Linked DNA regions of Mus musculus: regions 1, 2, 4 and 5 are each linked to region 3. A link is a contact called in public HiChIP or PLAC-seq, capture Hi-C and promoter capture Hi-C data. All regions are on one chromosome and are shown on one strand. The core of a region is the stretch at or near the end of the contact, and the rest is flanking DNA. Distances in the headings are between cores, read along the strand shown. Region 1 holds the start of Qpct (glutaminyl-peptide cyclotransferase (glutaminyl cyclase)). Region 2 overlaps Qpct (glutaminyl-peptide cyclotransferase (glutaminyl cyclase)). Region 3 holds the start of Cyp1b1 (cytochrome P450, family 1, subfamily b, polypeptide 1). Region 4 has its middle 83 kb from the start of Qpct. Region 5 has its middle 130 kb from the start of Qpct.

Region 1 (2,722 bases), core at 5-2,504, 660 kb before region 3:
TTTCCCCGGTTTTTCTTTTCTGCAGTGCTGAGAATTGAAACCGAGGTTTAAAGTACCCTACCACTGAACTACCCTGTCAGCTCTGATTGCCCCCCACCCCCCACTTCTCCTGCAGTCCTGAGGACTATACACATGTGCTTTACATGAGACCCAGATCTAGTCAGCTTATTTGCTTGTTTTTATTTGTAAGATGGGATTATCTAGATAATAATGATTTATGATGCAAAAAAAAACCCCACAAAACTCCAAAAACCAAAAAACCTAGCCCCTAGGGTTGCCTGCAGGAGATGGTTTTTAGTATTACCCTCTCCATATCATAATCCAAGGACATGCACTGTATCCCTTATATAGAAATGCCATAAATTTACATATAAAATGAACATCTTCCCATAGACTTTAAATCATTCCTAATTTGCTTATAATGTTTGATGACATGCAATAAGTATTACATTCTTTAAAGAATATGGTGTGTGGGTGTGGATGTTCGTGTACAGCACTGATACAAACCCCGTTGCTTTTGATTTGTGGTTGGTTGACTGCCCAGTGAAAAGGCTGGTGGAAGAAGAGGACTCCCTAAAATTTTACTTGGGCTTTTCCTTTTAGAGACAGTCATAAGAAATAATTACTTTTGGGACAACTGTAATATTTTAAATCTCACATATTTCAGTAATTATTTCAACCTTACCTGTCAGTTTGGGCATACAGTGGGCTGTCTCTTAAAGGAAAGATAACTATTTTCGAGAAAAGGGACACAAGATAAAAATGGTAGCTTCTAGAGTGGCGGTTCTCAACCTGCGGATCTAACAACCCTCTCGCAGGGGTCACAGATCAGATAGATAGCCTGCATATCAGATAGTCACATTACAATTCATAGCAGTAGTAAAAACTGCAATTATGAAGTAGCAACGAAAATAATTGTATGGTTGAGGATCACCACAACATGAGGAATTGTATTAAAGGGTCTGAGCATTAGGGAGGCTGAGAACCACTGTTCTAGAGCGAACACTTTTCCCAGAACCTTCCAGTCCAGCGCCCCCTTCCTCTAGGTCTCAGACCACCTAGAACCTGGGACGGTGCCTTGTACAGAGCATTGCACAAATATTGATTTTGTCTGAGTGTCATGGTGAATAGGTGCAGAAAACCACTTATAGCCCCCAGGGCCTGGTAAACTCTTTTCGTATCTATGGACTACAGGAAGGCTTTTCCTTGTCCTTCCTTCCTTCCTTCCTTCCTTCCTTCCTTCCTTCCTTCCTTCCTTCCTTCCTTCCTTCCTTCCTTCCTTCCTTCCTTCCTTCTTTCCTCCCTCTCTCTCCCTCCCTCCCTCCCTTCCTTTTTTCCCTCCATCCTTTCTAAAATAAGGAAGTGTTTTCTTTGTCCCTTGGATTCCAAAGCTCCTGTCACCCAGGGAAGCTCAGTCCCCTGGCTTCCAGGCTTCTGGGAGAGGACTGCTGGTTTGTGCTTGCGCTGCACAGCGGGAGGCCACAGGAGGCGACTGGGAGGCAGACACAATCAATCCAGGGGTGGAGAAGGGAGAAGGCAGGGCGACCGGCGCGCGTTCCCGGGCTCGTGACCGCTGGCGGCCCCGGGAATCCACGCCCACACACTCTTGCAGAGATGGCAGGCAGCGAAGACAAGCTCGTCGTGGGCACTCTCCACCTGCTGCTACTGCAGGCGACCGTCCTGTCTCTGACAGCTGGGAATCTGAGTCTGGTCTCCGCTGCCTGGACGCAGGAGAAGGTGAGGGGCCACTGCTGCGTTCTGAACTTGAGTGGCGTTGGAGGGTGCCAGGACCTGGGACTCGGCCACCTTCTCTTGGACTAGCGGGAGGCGGGTCAGGGATGCTGTCCCCCTGCTCAGGCACCAAGTCCTCACCCAACTCCTGGGAACCAGTGCTCTCTCTCCCAAGTCTGGGCGCCAGGGCTGGTCTCGGGGCTGCGCTAGTGTCGCCTGGGGGCTGAGTGATGTCACCCGCCTCCCTTTGGCTGCGCTCTGATGGGGGGTGGTGGTGCTGCTGATAGGCACAGGAAGTATGTCTCGCTGGCTGTGCAAGAACAGGGACATGGGGGCGCCACTGCCCAATCGCGACCCGCGAGCTCCGCGCTCCCCGCGCTTGCTCCTGGATGCCTAGACCGCGCGTCTAGGGGTGTCCCCATGGATGCCCAACTACAGCATTCAAGGATGCTACATGGGGATTGAGTTTCCTGGTGGACTCAGCGCCAGCATATTGTTAAATATTTAAAAGAGACGCACGCTGTTTTCAGATAAATGAATTCAGTTGTGGAAATCTCATTTAAGGAATTCAGAATAAAAATGATTTGCCAAGTCGCTTTGTGTGAAGAAAATAGATTCACAATTACTTCCTTTTCTTGTGCAACAGTTTTGAAATCATGAAATTGCTACGAGCTGTGCAAACGATGACGGTTTGGGAATAAAATGGCATGTCTTTAAAGAAACTAGGAAAAGCATCAGTCTAGGGATAGAACCTTGCGCGCGACATTACTAAACAAGTACTTTAAGTGCTTTTAGCGTTTCTGCACGTCCAACATGCTCATTCCCAGCTAGTTTCATGCACTAGTGTATGAATGGCCCACTTCAGGTGAGCTCAAGCATAGCCAACTTCTTTTCAGGACTCACAACAGATCCCCATTTACACGGGGAGTCTGGAGTGGGTGTGGGAAGTCAACACCGTACAACTTCAGTCTCTCCAGAATGAGTCAAACGG
Region 2 (2,700 bases), core at 10-2,509, 650 kb before region 3:
CAGCTTGGATCCCCAGAGCCTTGTGTAGAGATAGTCTAGAAAAGAGTTAACTGGAAAAAGTGGCAGGGCCAGGACCCTCACAACAGTGCATTTGCAGATTTAGTTGCACACACTGGAGAGTCTACTTCCCCAGAGCAATCCTGATCTGCGGCTGACAGCACCATTTCTCAGATACCCAAAATTAGAATTTACGCATAACCCCATCACACCTAGGACCAAGTACTAACGTTACCCCAGAATAGCTTCCTCTACTGCCTCACCCAGAATCAGAATGCCAAATGGTAGTCTCTCTAGCCTGACCCCTCATCACGCCTGGAGGCCCAACCTTTGATCCCTCGGAGTCAAGCGTGAACTGCTGCTTAGACTTTAGGAATATTGTGATAAAAAGCAGTGGTTTGGGAAATCTCCTTCAGAGCCTTCTGGTGGAGACATGGAGCCTAAATAAATCTGAAAGCTCAAGACACCACTGAGTACTGGTGTCCTAATTTCATCCTGGTTACTAAGATAAATGAAAATATTTATTTTGTATACAAAAAGGTTACTTCAGAGACAGCTGTTTGGGGCTCTTGGTGATATCTTTCGTGGAAGTCAGTATACATAGGAATGTTAGGAGTCATTGCCCAGGGTGGGGGAATTGAGTTGAGGAATGAGGTTCTGGGTGAAACTTCTGCACAATGCTAGCAGATAACCTTCAACAGATCCTTTAAAATCTCAGTGCATCTCCCTGGCTACCATCGGTGGTAAGAAGCCATTTTATGGAGCAGTTTATCATCTGGACTCCAGATGTGCTGGAGTTAAACAAAGTCTAGGGATAACTCATTTTTTTATCTTCTTTAGAAAACCTCGTCGTAGATGCACAGCGATCTCCCTCGATAGTGAAACAATGAACGATCTGTGTCATGTGATTTTATGTATCCTCATCACATTAACTCCCATTTTCTGCTACAGTCAATTCAAGTTCCCTGCGGTAGAACACTGTGAACAAAAGCACAGTATAGGACTTGTGGGGAATAACAAAATAAGGGAGCTGGTTGTGGAAAGGCTCTAAGCGTTTCTTTTGATGAATAGAAAAAGAGCATGTCTGTAGAGTAGCAGCTGTAAAGCAAGGTAAGGGATGCAGAGCGCTGTCTGGGTTAAAGTCTACCAGCCACACACAACAAAGGGATCTGTCTATTTGGCTTTCTCAGGGTCGATGGTGTGCCGCAGAGCCTCCACCCACTCTGTGTAAGTTTCCCCTCTCCTTGGAAGCCTCCTGCTGGAATTTGTGCAAAGCTCTCTGGGCCTGTGTGTCATGTTACATCAGCAGGCTGTAGGCCACACAAGACTTGGCCAGAATAGAAAATCCTGTATTTCTTTGGGAGGAACAAAACCCTCCCATTTGTTTCCAGCTATTGTGAGTTATTTGCTCATTTATCTCAAGGTCCCTCCTGTCTAGATGTTAATGGTGGGACAAACTGTCAGTGATTCTAATGGCTCATTTGTGATCTGAGGTTTAGGAATGTGTTTTAATAAGGCACCTTACAAAGATGGAAACAACACTGGAGGGAAACAAAGAAATGGAGTGAGGAACAAGTCCAAGGAAAAATAAGGACAGGAAAAAAAGAGCAGAGTGAGACAGTGTCAAGCTCATTCCAAACTTCTCAGGTCACACATTTTACATCCCTAAGGAAGACACTGTCAGTCTCTGTCATGGTGGGCCTTTCTTCCCGATTCCTGCTACTGTCCCCATGCTGCCTAGAAGGTCCAATGTGTCCATGAGGCAGTGCTGAGAGATTTCTCTGAGCTTCAGATCTGGACCTACCTTGGATACAAAATGAAAGCTGGGATGAGAGTTGCTTATTGATTCTTACTGTGGGTAGGGTCTGACCGTATACCCATCTATCCGTTGCTATGGGGACTTTCCCTACAGCCCTCAGTAGGTGGGTGCTCATATGTTTCCCCTACTACTCTGGAAGCATTTCAGGGCTTGGAGAGCATTCTGTGCACTTGGCACACGTGCACATACGCCCACAGCTGCCATTTGTGATTCTTCGAAAGCTTGGAGTGGAGGTTTACAGATCTGCTATGCTTACTTTCTCAAAGAGAGCACCCCGGCTTGTTACAAATGTTAGAAGTAGTCTTTAGGGGCGCTGAGCTGAACTTGCTCCCTGAGCTGTAGATGTGCCCATGACAGATTGTTAAGTAAAGTAGGCTGCTTTCCCTGCAAAAGAACACACTCCTCTTTCAAATATACGCGCTTGTATGCTGGTGAGGTTTGCACAATCAAAGAGAAGTCTGTAGAAAGATCCCCATCAGGTTGCTAGTGTTGGTAAATATTGACAACTGAACGGGATGAATAAGTAGGCGAAAGGTTAGGACTGGGGGAGACTAGTCTCTCCTTTCAACGAGAAGCTGCTACTAACTAAAAATAACAACTAGTAGTAACGTTATTACTATCAGTAAACATGCAAGGCATGTCTGCCGTTAATCCTAGTGCTTGGAATGAGGAGGAAGGAGGATTACCATAAATTCTGTGCTAGCCTGGGGCCTGATCATGCCGCCATTTTTCAGTCCAGCCTGGCCTGAATGTTGTTCCAACAGCAGCAAAAGAAGGCATCACATTCGAGATGTAGAGACACAGCTAACCAATGAAAACCATTTTTTGTTTGTTTGTTTGTTTATTTGTTTTTTGCTCAGCACATCATGCAACGAATTCAGAGA
Region 3 (2,700 bases), core at 48-2,547:
CGCACCAGCACTGCCACCAATTCTCGAGCCTCTGCCAGCGCGTGGCCCTCGAGAAGACCGCGACTGCGCGGGTGGCGCGTGGAGAAAGCACGCATCGTGCTATAGGCCGAGCGTCGCTGCGTCTTCCAGTGCTCAGAGTAGTGACCGAACGCCAGACTGCGGCCACCAGACACCACACGGAAAGAGGCGAAGGGCGGCCGGTCCGCGAAGATGCTGCCCTGCTGCACCAGGGCCTGGTGGATGGCACTCTCTCCATTCAGCACCACCACGGGACAGCTGCCCAGACGGATCTGGAAAACGTCGCCATAGCGCCTTGCAAGGCGAGCGAAGTACAAGTGCGACGCCTGGCCAACAGCCGCCGCGTTTCCGATCAGTGGCCAAGGAAAGGGACCTGGGGGCGAGGACCACGGTTTCCGTTGCCACTGTCGCAGCAGCCACTGGCCTAAGTGCACGGCGGCCAGGACGGAGAAGAGTAGCAGAAGAGTGGTCTGCTGGGTAGACAGCGAGCTCAGCTGCTGTGGACTGTCTGCACTAAGGCTGGTGGCCATGCTGGGGACACAAAGGCAAACCGTGAAACTCAGGTGTGCAAAGGAAAAAAAGAGTGCCCTCCGTCCCGCGTCTCGGCCCCAGCATGGGGCTTTACCCTGGGATTGAGTAGAGAGGAGGCAGTGCATAATTCAGGTAAAGGCTAGCTTTCTGGGCAAGATGCTTAAAACTATGTTTCCTACCCAACTCAGCCTCCAGCAGAGACCTATCGGCTTCCAAATCCCCAGCTGCCTAACGGTTCCCAGAATTCCGACACAATGCCGGTGGGTGGCAGACACTGAGGCAGGTTTCTTTTAAAGTACCTAATACCCCCACCCCTGACCTTCAAGAACTGCCCTGAAGAGACCTCAGGAAAGTGGCTCCGCGGACAGACTGACCTGCGATGAAGCGTGGTTTCCAGCGGTGTAGAGCAGCGGGATCTGGGAGAAGCTCTGGAGCCTCTGCCCAGATTCTGGCAAGGCTTCAACCTGAGAGTCCCCAGGGACCCCGAGACCTAGACACCTGAGGCCCGCTGCTTTAGCACCTACTCTTGACTCAATCAGAGCCTAAACTTAGATTAGGATGGAGGACAGGGACAAAAGTGTCTCAAGTTTGCACCTGGGACCCCGCAAAGTCAGGGCTTTCTCACGGAGTTGGGGTTGCAGTTGAGAAGGGTCGGGGGTGGGAGTTGATAAAGTGGAGTTAAATCCCAGCCCGCTGGCAGTTTTCAAGCTGGCGTCGCAGAGGTGTCTGCAACGCACCCCAGAGGCGATGCGCCATCCCTCTACTCCGGGGTTTTAAGGACTGGGTAGAGACTGGAGGAAGCGGGACCTTAGGGGGTGGGGCGTGAGGGGCGGGACGCACTGCGAAAATCCACAGATCTGTGAGTTGGGTCTCACATCCGTGCTTAGTGACCCAGGGTGGTCCAGTGGGAAATCCGCGCCTCTGGCTGGGACCCTCCTGAAACAATAGCTGGCAGCTTTGTTAGGATCCGCCTTGTAAAGTTTTCCTTTGGCGACAAGGGCTTGTCGTCAGTCATCCTCCCCACCCCCCACCCCCCAGTCAAGACCCCCACGCTTTCCTCAGAACCGAGCTTGGGACAGAATTTCCAACGCCTCTGCGCGCTGGAGCAAAGCTCAACCAGGAGCACGCCCTCCTCCTCCAGGTGACTCGAGTTTGGTGCCTTGCTCATGATCCTTAGGCACCGAGCCAGGAAAAGAAACTTGCTATTTTAATATCAGGACAGCTTGGTTTGCCTTGCATTTATCTTTATCTTAAGGTTTTACAAAGCATTTGGCCCCACGGCCGCGGCCCTTTGTGTGCACAGATCTCTACCTCTGAGATTTGGAAACCTTTAAAGTTCTCCCGCCCCAAGGCGTGCACCATCCTTCTGCACACAAAGCTCTCAGAAGGCAAGGCTTCCCGCGTTGAAACGACAGGAACTCTGCCACCTGCTGGACACGCGTGACAGCTCAGGTCGCCCCAGGCAGTGATCCAAGCTTGGGCACCAGAGACAGTCCTGGAGCGCCAGACCCGAGAGGGGGCGGTGAGTGGGAGGAGGAGGCGGCTCTGTACGCCAACAAACGGTTGGGTTGAAAAGTTTCTGCTGTCGCCTCCCCCTTGCGTGCGGAGCTGTGCCTTGCGTGCGCCGCTTCTGGGAAGTCGGCTCCAGTCATCTCCCTGGGCGCTGCTCGCGGCCGCCCCTCCCGCGTTTCTCACGACACCTGACACGCCGAGGCGGCGGCCAAGGGCGGGGTGCCTGCCGCCACCACCCTTGGCGGCGCACGCACAGCTGCCGCCCGCAGGGCCTGCCCTGAGGATGCTCGATCGCAGCCAACTGGTCGACCCCCACTCACTCAGCTTGTTTCCCAAACTAGCTTCGGGGACGCTTTCTTCAAAGAGAAAGCCAAGGATGTCAAAAGGCCTGGGAAGCAACTGCTCTTGTTTATGGTCAATGCAAGGTATCGTGCAAAACACCTGAGAGAACAAGGTTTCTGTTAGGCTCTGGAAAAGGCAACCCAAGAAAGAGGTAGACTGCTTCTAATAAAGGAAGAATTGTAGCCCCAGGTCATTGGTGTGATCTCTGGATAACCCGTTCCCAGCGTTGTGTTATTGTCTCATTTACAAATAAAGAGATTCAGAGAGATTATGAGACTATTATCTGAATCACAATGT
Region 4 (2,700 bases), core at 20-2,519, 580 kb before region 3:
CTCATTCCCTAAACACCAATCAGCTTAAAAGTCACGCTGTTCTGCCAATCACATTGTGCCTAATGGCTGCTGCCTTGAGAACTGTAGAAAGGCTTCCCAGACGAGCTGGTCATTCTCTTTCTCCATGCGCAGGGCAATCCCAATGTGTTGGAACAATAAATTTCTCTTGCTTTTTGCAACGGTTCCGTGTTGTTCAATTATGGGGTCCCCGTAAGCAAAGGCTTACTAGAGTCTTACAGATCATGCATGTAGTATGTAGGCAGGAAGTATGTCAGGATGTGTGCTTGCCCCTGGTTGGACGAAAGTGGGAAGTACATAGCCTTGTGGGTTTTGCCTTTATAAGCACCAGACTGTAATTTGTGATAATTCTCTGGGAATCCTGGGTATGAACCTGGCCAACTGTCCATCATCCTGGGCAGTACTTAACGAAGCTTGCTTCAAATTTGGCTCATCAATTGTGGTAGTGGTCTTATTGTCACCTGGTGGGAATAACGAGATCACTGGAATAGGTTATATGTGCAGATTAAACTTTCAGACCTCTCATGCTGTGAATAAGTGTACAAACTAACCTTTAGTAGTAATTATCTATAGATTACATACCACTTTTACCCACCCACTCACATACATCCACTAGATAAAAAATTTTTTTAATTTTATAAAATTATGTCTAGGATACATCTAAATGATGCAGTTGCATAGCTGAATGAAATATGTACAAAAGTCAGAGAAAGCTAAATGTCTCCAGAAACATTAGTGTTGAATGTCTACAGAAGAATTACAGCATTTGGCTTGTTATGACTTGTTCCCTCAAGTAAAGTATTCTAAAGAATGGTGCAATGCATTTCTAAGAGGATCACATGGGGCTGTCAAATGTGTTACATTGTAATTAAACAAAACAAAACAAAACAAAACCAGGCTTTCCCTTTTAGCTCTGTACCAGTTACTTTTTGTTGCTGTGATGAAACATAGTCAAAAGTGAATTATGGGAGGAAGAGTTTTTTTTTTTTTTTTTTTTTTTTACATATGATTCAGGAAGGGGACCAATCAGGTCAGTGGAGGCATGGCAGCAGGCAGATGGACCAGGGAAATTAGCTTCAACATTTTCACCCACATGTAGAAGACAGAGTGAACAGGAAGACGGGGTGAGGCTGTAAGCTCCCCAAGCCATGTCTAGTGACATGCCTGGACTTCCTTCAGTAAGGCTCTGCCTCCCTGAAGAGTACCACCAACTGGGGACCATGTGTTCAAATGCCTTGGGAATGTTTCTCATTACACCCATCCCAAGGTCTAACTTGCATCTCAAAATACAAAAGAGGTGTGTTTTAGGTTGAGAGTCTGAGATTCTGTGAGGGCAAAACAAAGGACCATTAGAAGCTGGAGGAAGCTAGTTGTGAAAGAAAGAAGAGAGGCCTTGCTTTTCTTATTCAATTGTAAAGGGTTTTGCAAATTAACTGAGATATCCAAATGAATTCTGTTCATTTGCAGGCCTGGAGGCTGAAAGTCTCAACTATAAGGTTGGGCAGAGCCTTGTTTCCTCTGAATGCTAAAGAGTTGGAGGCCTTCTCTTTCCTCTCGCTGCTCTGGCAGCCCATGCTTTCTGGGTCTTAGAGCTGTGCACTAGTCCCTGCTTCTGTTCTGGAACCATATTATGTGTGTACCCCAGTTTCTCTTTTCTTAGAAGGAACCATTTCTATTAGAATTATTTCTATTACAGTATAGCCTCATCATTATGTTACATGCGACTGTCCTACTGACAGAGCTACATTTGGAAGTCCATGGGTCAGGTCTTCAATGTATCTTTTTAGAACATATGCTTCAACAGCTCCCTGTAGTTGAGTGGTCTGAGATTTCTTAGGGGAGAGGTGGAGCCTGGATTTCAGCGGAAGCCAGGAGCATGGGGGTAAGGATGACTTGTCTTAGGTTTTCTAAGCCAGAACAAGGGGTTGAAGACTTGGGGCAAGAACTGTAAGGCAACAGGGAAACAGGAAGCTCTGACTCATGTCCTGGGCTTAGACTGGATGCCTCACTGATCAACCCTGGAGAGCTGGCGAGGGACCGATGTTCACTGGAGCCCCGTGCACAGCCTCACTGCCTCTGCCTGGATGCTGCCACTCCGGGCCGTGCATATTCCATCTGGGTTAATGATATTTCAGTTGTTAACTTTTGTAAATGCCATCCCTGGGATAATGACTTAAGTGAACCTTAGCTTTAATTTATTCAGAGACAGAGCAAAAAAAGTTTTAAAATCTGGTAGTAAAGGAAAGTAAAAACAACTTGATGGGAGTATAAATTTAAGAAAAACCTTTTATTTCACTTTTTAAAGTGTAGGTGTGGTTTGAATGCATTTGCTGTCAAGCAGGAGGGCACAATATCCTACTGTGGGTTTGGGACCAGGCACACTGGTACTAGGTCAATATTAAAAGAGAAATAAAAGATTCCAGCTGGCAATTATTACCTACCAGGTGTCCTTTCTCATGAATGTCCTCTAGACTCCAGTCAGGGCACCGGGATGCGTGCCCTAAGTCATGGATGCTTTCTTAGTTTGGACTTTGCCCTGGCCATCTGGCAGGAGAAGGTACAGCTGCTTCCTCCTCATGAGGACAGTGGCACTTTGGCACACATGTACAGAGCATTGCCAGAGGCAAGTGACTCAGGAGTGGTCTGAGCCAGTTTTGACTTCTGCCTCTTTTTTTCCACTTT
Region 5 (2,700 bases), core at 58-2,557, 530 kb before region 3:
CCATGGGTCAAATCTGTGAGTTAAAAGTGACCTTCATCATTGTGATATTATTGCGAGGGAGGAAGAGGTTGAGGGCGTAGGAGGACGAGAAGGAGGGAGAGGAGAAGAAAGGGAAGAGGGAGGGGTAGTATGCATAAGAGCCAAGGAAAGACCGGACATAAGCTGTCTGGACATTCACAGGAGATGCGTGAAGTTGTCTGATGTAAAGGAAGTCATCCAAAGGAGCGCATGTGTTTAGAGTTAATGATGTACAGGATCATCTTCTCTACATTTTTCATATGTATTTACAGCTGGGTGTGAGGCCAAACATCACTGAGGAGAAGAAGCCATCTATTGTGCCTCTGGTTGCTCGGAAAGGAGAGGGAAGCTATACAAGACTCTTCCTTGTTGCGGGAAATACTTAAAAAAAAAGAGAACTGGCACATGTCTGTGCTGTGCCAACAACTCTCTGCCCCTGCGGCCTGGCCAGCCATGCACTGGCGGGCAATGGCCAACCTGTTTTTATCTCATGGAGACTGACTCAGAACTCCACAATCTCTCCACCCAGCTCACTAGGTTCCCACTGGTGGGTTGCTACCATGCTAACCCCATGCTTCAAATCCCCCACAGCCCTGGTGGTGCACATCTGACAAACCAACACTTTGTCACCCTACCTTTCTCTCTTGAACTCAGTTGAACCACCATGTGAAGGAAAACACCATATAGACTTAGTTCAGAAACAATGGCAACTCAATCTCTGGGCACAACAACTAAAACCTTATCTTGTAAACCCTATTCAATCTGATTCCTCCGGAAGCGAATCCTGCTGGATCTGCCATGATAACAGGGAAACTCTAGCTACATCTTGTGCTCATACTATCCCCGTCCAAAAAGACCTAACTCTCTCCTGCTTCCTCTCTTCTTCTCTCCAACCTGGAAGTCCCTTCTACTTGCCCAGTGGTTGGCTCTTTTATTTATTAGGGAATTGGTTTACAAGAAGTCATCTGAGTATGTGTAACTCACTCCTTGTCCACGACCCCACCCAGGAGAGTGGAATTAGCATACAAACAGCACCAAGCCCATCCACAACACTTCCTTACCTACTCCCAATGCCCTTGGTATCTCTTGTGGGATGGGGACATGGGTTAAAAACACCATGAGCCTTTGGTAAGGACCAGTGTCTCTTCTTCCTTTAGTGGAGCTAGATTTACAGGAATTAAAGAGAAAAATGTGGACATTATTGGAGCCTAATCTTCAAAACACCTTATTCAAGCTGAGGTAAGATTCCCTACAATAAAGGAGTTGTGTGTAGCTATACACACTTAATTAATATGGAAGCTGATGAAATAGTTGCTGATTGGGTAGTTAGTTTCCATAGTTACCACCGTTCTTTTTTTGGGAGAAACCTTGTTTCTTTTCCAGCTTACCTTTTCCAATTCACATACTTTTAATAAAGGCTGTGTTTGTATTTCCTGTCCCTCCAATGTCAATGAGAGAATTTATTTTATAATGTGCATGAACTGGCAGCTCCTCAGAAAATAAACATTGTTGTCAGAATGAAGTCATCTGTTTGGAGAGCAAAGCCCTAAGATCACTCAAGAGGCGGGAACCCAGTGCCCTCTGCAAGCTCAGCCCTTTGGCACACACAGCCATTGTCAAGACCTGTTTCCAGAGCAACTGAATTCTCTCCTGAAATGGCTTGGCAGCCAACAAGCTCTTTTTCCTGGGGGTCTGGGGTAAATCCTTTCAAGGACTGTATTTTAAGTCAGCTTGTTCCTGATGGAAATCAAGATCACTGCCAGCTCAAGAATGTAGCACTACCCTAAAGTGGGCTCACCTAATAAATTTTTTATAGTGTGTAGACCATGGTATGTATTTGGGGGTTGGGATCCACTTATGTTCCCATCATTCTAGAAACATGATCCTGAAGTCCAAACAGTATCTGGCCCTTTGGGTTACTTTCAGTGTAATATTGCATTTCGGCACACTATACAGAGACAACCGCTTATGTGATATAGACTTTGATTGTATTGGCCGGAATTGAGTTTGGGATAACTAGCCATTCGGTAGTACAGACTTTGCTTTCTGACTGTGGCATGGCAAAGGGTGGGAAGTGTGTGTGTGTGTGTGTGTGTGTCTGTGTGTTGCGTTTGTGTGTATGTATACACATGGAGGAGAAAGACCACACCAGGTGTTTTCCTTGATCATGCTCCACCTTAATATTTGGAGACATGATTCCTTTTTCTTTTTCCCAATTTTTTTTATTAGGTATTTACTTCATTTACATTTCAAATGCTATCCTGAAAGTCCCTTATACCCTCCCCTCCCACTCCCCTACCCACCCACTCCCATTTCTTGGCCCTGGTGTTTCCCCTGTACTGGGGCATATAAAGTTTGCAAGACCAAGGGGCCTCTCTTCCCAATGATGGCTGAATAGGTCATCTTCTGCTACATATGCAGCTAGAGACACGAGTTCTGGGGGGTACTGGTTAGTTCATATTGTTGTTCCACCTATAGGGTTGCAGATCCCTTTAGCTCCTTGGGTACTTTCTCTAGCTCCTCTATTGGGGGCCCTGTGTCCCATCCAATAGATGACTGTGAGCATCCACTTCTGTGTTTGCCAGGCACTGGCATAGCCTCACAAGAGACAGCTATATCAGGGTCCTGCCAGCAAAATCTTGCTGGCGTATGCAAAAGTGTCTGCGTTTGGTGGATGATTAT

What was found. Promoter capture Hi-C pulls out the DNA fragments that hold promoters and counts their contacts. HiChIP or PLAC-seq counts read pairs in DNA pulled down with a chosen protein or histone mark. Capture Hi-C pulls out chosen DNA fragments and counts their contacts.
Region 1: a capture Hi-C map of macrophages shows a contact between it and region 3, with 8 times the contacts expected there. The contact joins the promoter of Qpct here to the promoter of Cyp1b1 in region 3. A contact is called at or near these places in 5 of 39 promoter capture datasets (cranial neural crest, embryonic stem cells, hippocampal neurons and 2 more), 1 of 484 Hi-C or Micro-C datasets (bone marrow-derived macrophages), 4 of 115 datasets of contacts at active chromatin or transcription factors (astrocytes, bone marrow-derived macrophages, embryonic hindbrain and 1 more) and 2 of 9 other capture datasets (adipose tissue and macrophages).
Region 2: a promoter capture Hi-C map of liver shows a contact between it and region 3, with 4 times the contacts expected there. The contact joins the enhancer-like site here to the promoter of Cyp1b1 in region 3. A contact is called at or near these places in 4 of 39 promoter capture datasets (cranial neural crest, embryonic stem cells, hippocampal neurons and 1 more), 1 of 484 Hi-C or Micro-C datasets (bone marrow-derived macrophages), 4 of 115 datasets of contacts at active chromatin or transcription factors (astrocytes, bone marrow-derived macrophages, embryonic stem cells and 1 more) and 2 of 9 other capture datasets (adipose tissue and liver).
Region 4: an H3K27ac HiChIP or PLAC-seq map of embryonic stem cells shows a contact between it and region 3, with 4 times the contacts expected there. The contact joins the enhancer-like site here to the promoter of Cyp1b1 in region 3. A contact is called at or near these places in 9 of 39 promoter capture datasets (the 3T3-L1 cell line, 3T3-L1-derived adipocytes, cranial neural crest and 4 more), 1 of 484 Hi-C or Micro-C datasets (embryonic stem cells), 2 of 115 datasets of contacts at active chromatin or transcription factors (embryonic stem cells and stem cell-derived neural progenitor cells) and 2 of 9 other capture datasets (embryonic stem cells and liver).
Region 5: an HNF4G HiChIP or PLAC-seq map of pancreatic cancer cells shows a contact between it and region 3. The contact joins the enhancer-like site here to the promoter of Cyp1b1 in region 3. A contact is called at or near these places in 4 of 39 promoter capture datasets (embryonic stem cells, hippocampal neurons and liver), 2 of 115 datasets of contacts at active chromatin or transcription factors (embryonic forebrain and pancreatic cancer cells) and 1 of 9 other capture datasets (adipose tissue).

The regions. Positions count from the first base shown.
Region 1 is chr17:79,050,652-79,053,373 of GRCm38.p6, forward strand. It overlaps Qpct (glutaminyl-peptide cyclotransferase (glutaminyl cyclase)), which reads left to right and starts at 1,255. Exons shown (of 7, transcript NM_027455.3): 1 at 1,255-1,737. The coding sequence starts at 1,615.
Region 2 is chr17:79,067,997-79,070,696 of GRCm38.p6, forward strand. Qpct (glutaminyl-peptide cyclotransferase (glutaminyl cyclase)) reads left to right here. Exons shown (of 7, transcript NM_027455.3): 3 at 2,677-2,700. Among named protein-coding and RNA genes, the nearest start is that of Qpct, 17 kb to the left of the region's middle. Within about 2 kb of position 1,260, at least 78 of the 459 cell types and tissues checked have an H3K27ac peak or open chromatin away from gene starts, as enhancers often do. A contact at or near this core is called in adipose tissue, liver and neural tube, where this site is marked.
Region 3 is chr17:79,713,764-79,716,463 of GRCm38.p6, forward strand. Cyp1b1 (cytochrome P450, family 1, subfamily b, polypeptide 1) reads right to left here and starts at 1,298. Exons shown (of 3, transcript NM_009994.2): 1 at 924-1,298; 2 at 1-549. The coding sequence starts at 548. RefSeq lists promoters at 1,165-2,700, 1,171-2,369 and enhancers at 2,101-2,369, 2,132-2,162, 2,153-2,182, 2,295-2,323.
Region 4 is chr17:79,133,997-79,136,696 of GRCm38.p6, forward strand. No RefSeq gene overlaps it. Among named protein-coding and RNA genes, the nearest start is that of Qpct, 83 kb to the left of the region's middle. Within about 2 kb of position 1,270, at least 39 of the 459 cell types and tissues checked have an H3K27ac peak or open chromatin away from gene starts, as enhancers often do. A contact at or near this core is called in embryonic stem cells, where this site is marked.
Region 5 is chr17:79,179,159-79,181,858 of GRCm38.p6, forward strand. No RefSeq gene overlaps it. Among named protein-coding and RNA genes, the nearest start is that of Qpct, 130 kb to the left of the region's middle. Within about 2 kb of position 1,308, at least 20 of the 459 cell types and tissues checked have an H3K27ac peak or open chromatin away from gene starts, as enhancers often do. A contact at or near this core is called in pancreatic cancer cells, where this site is marked.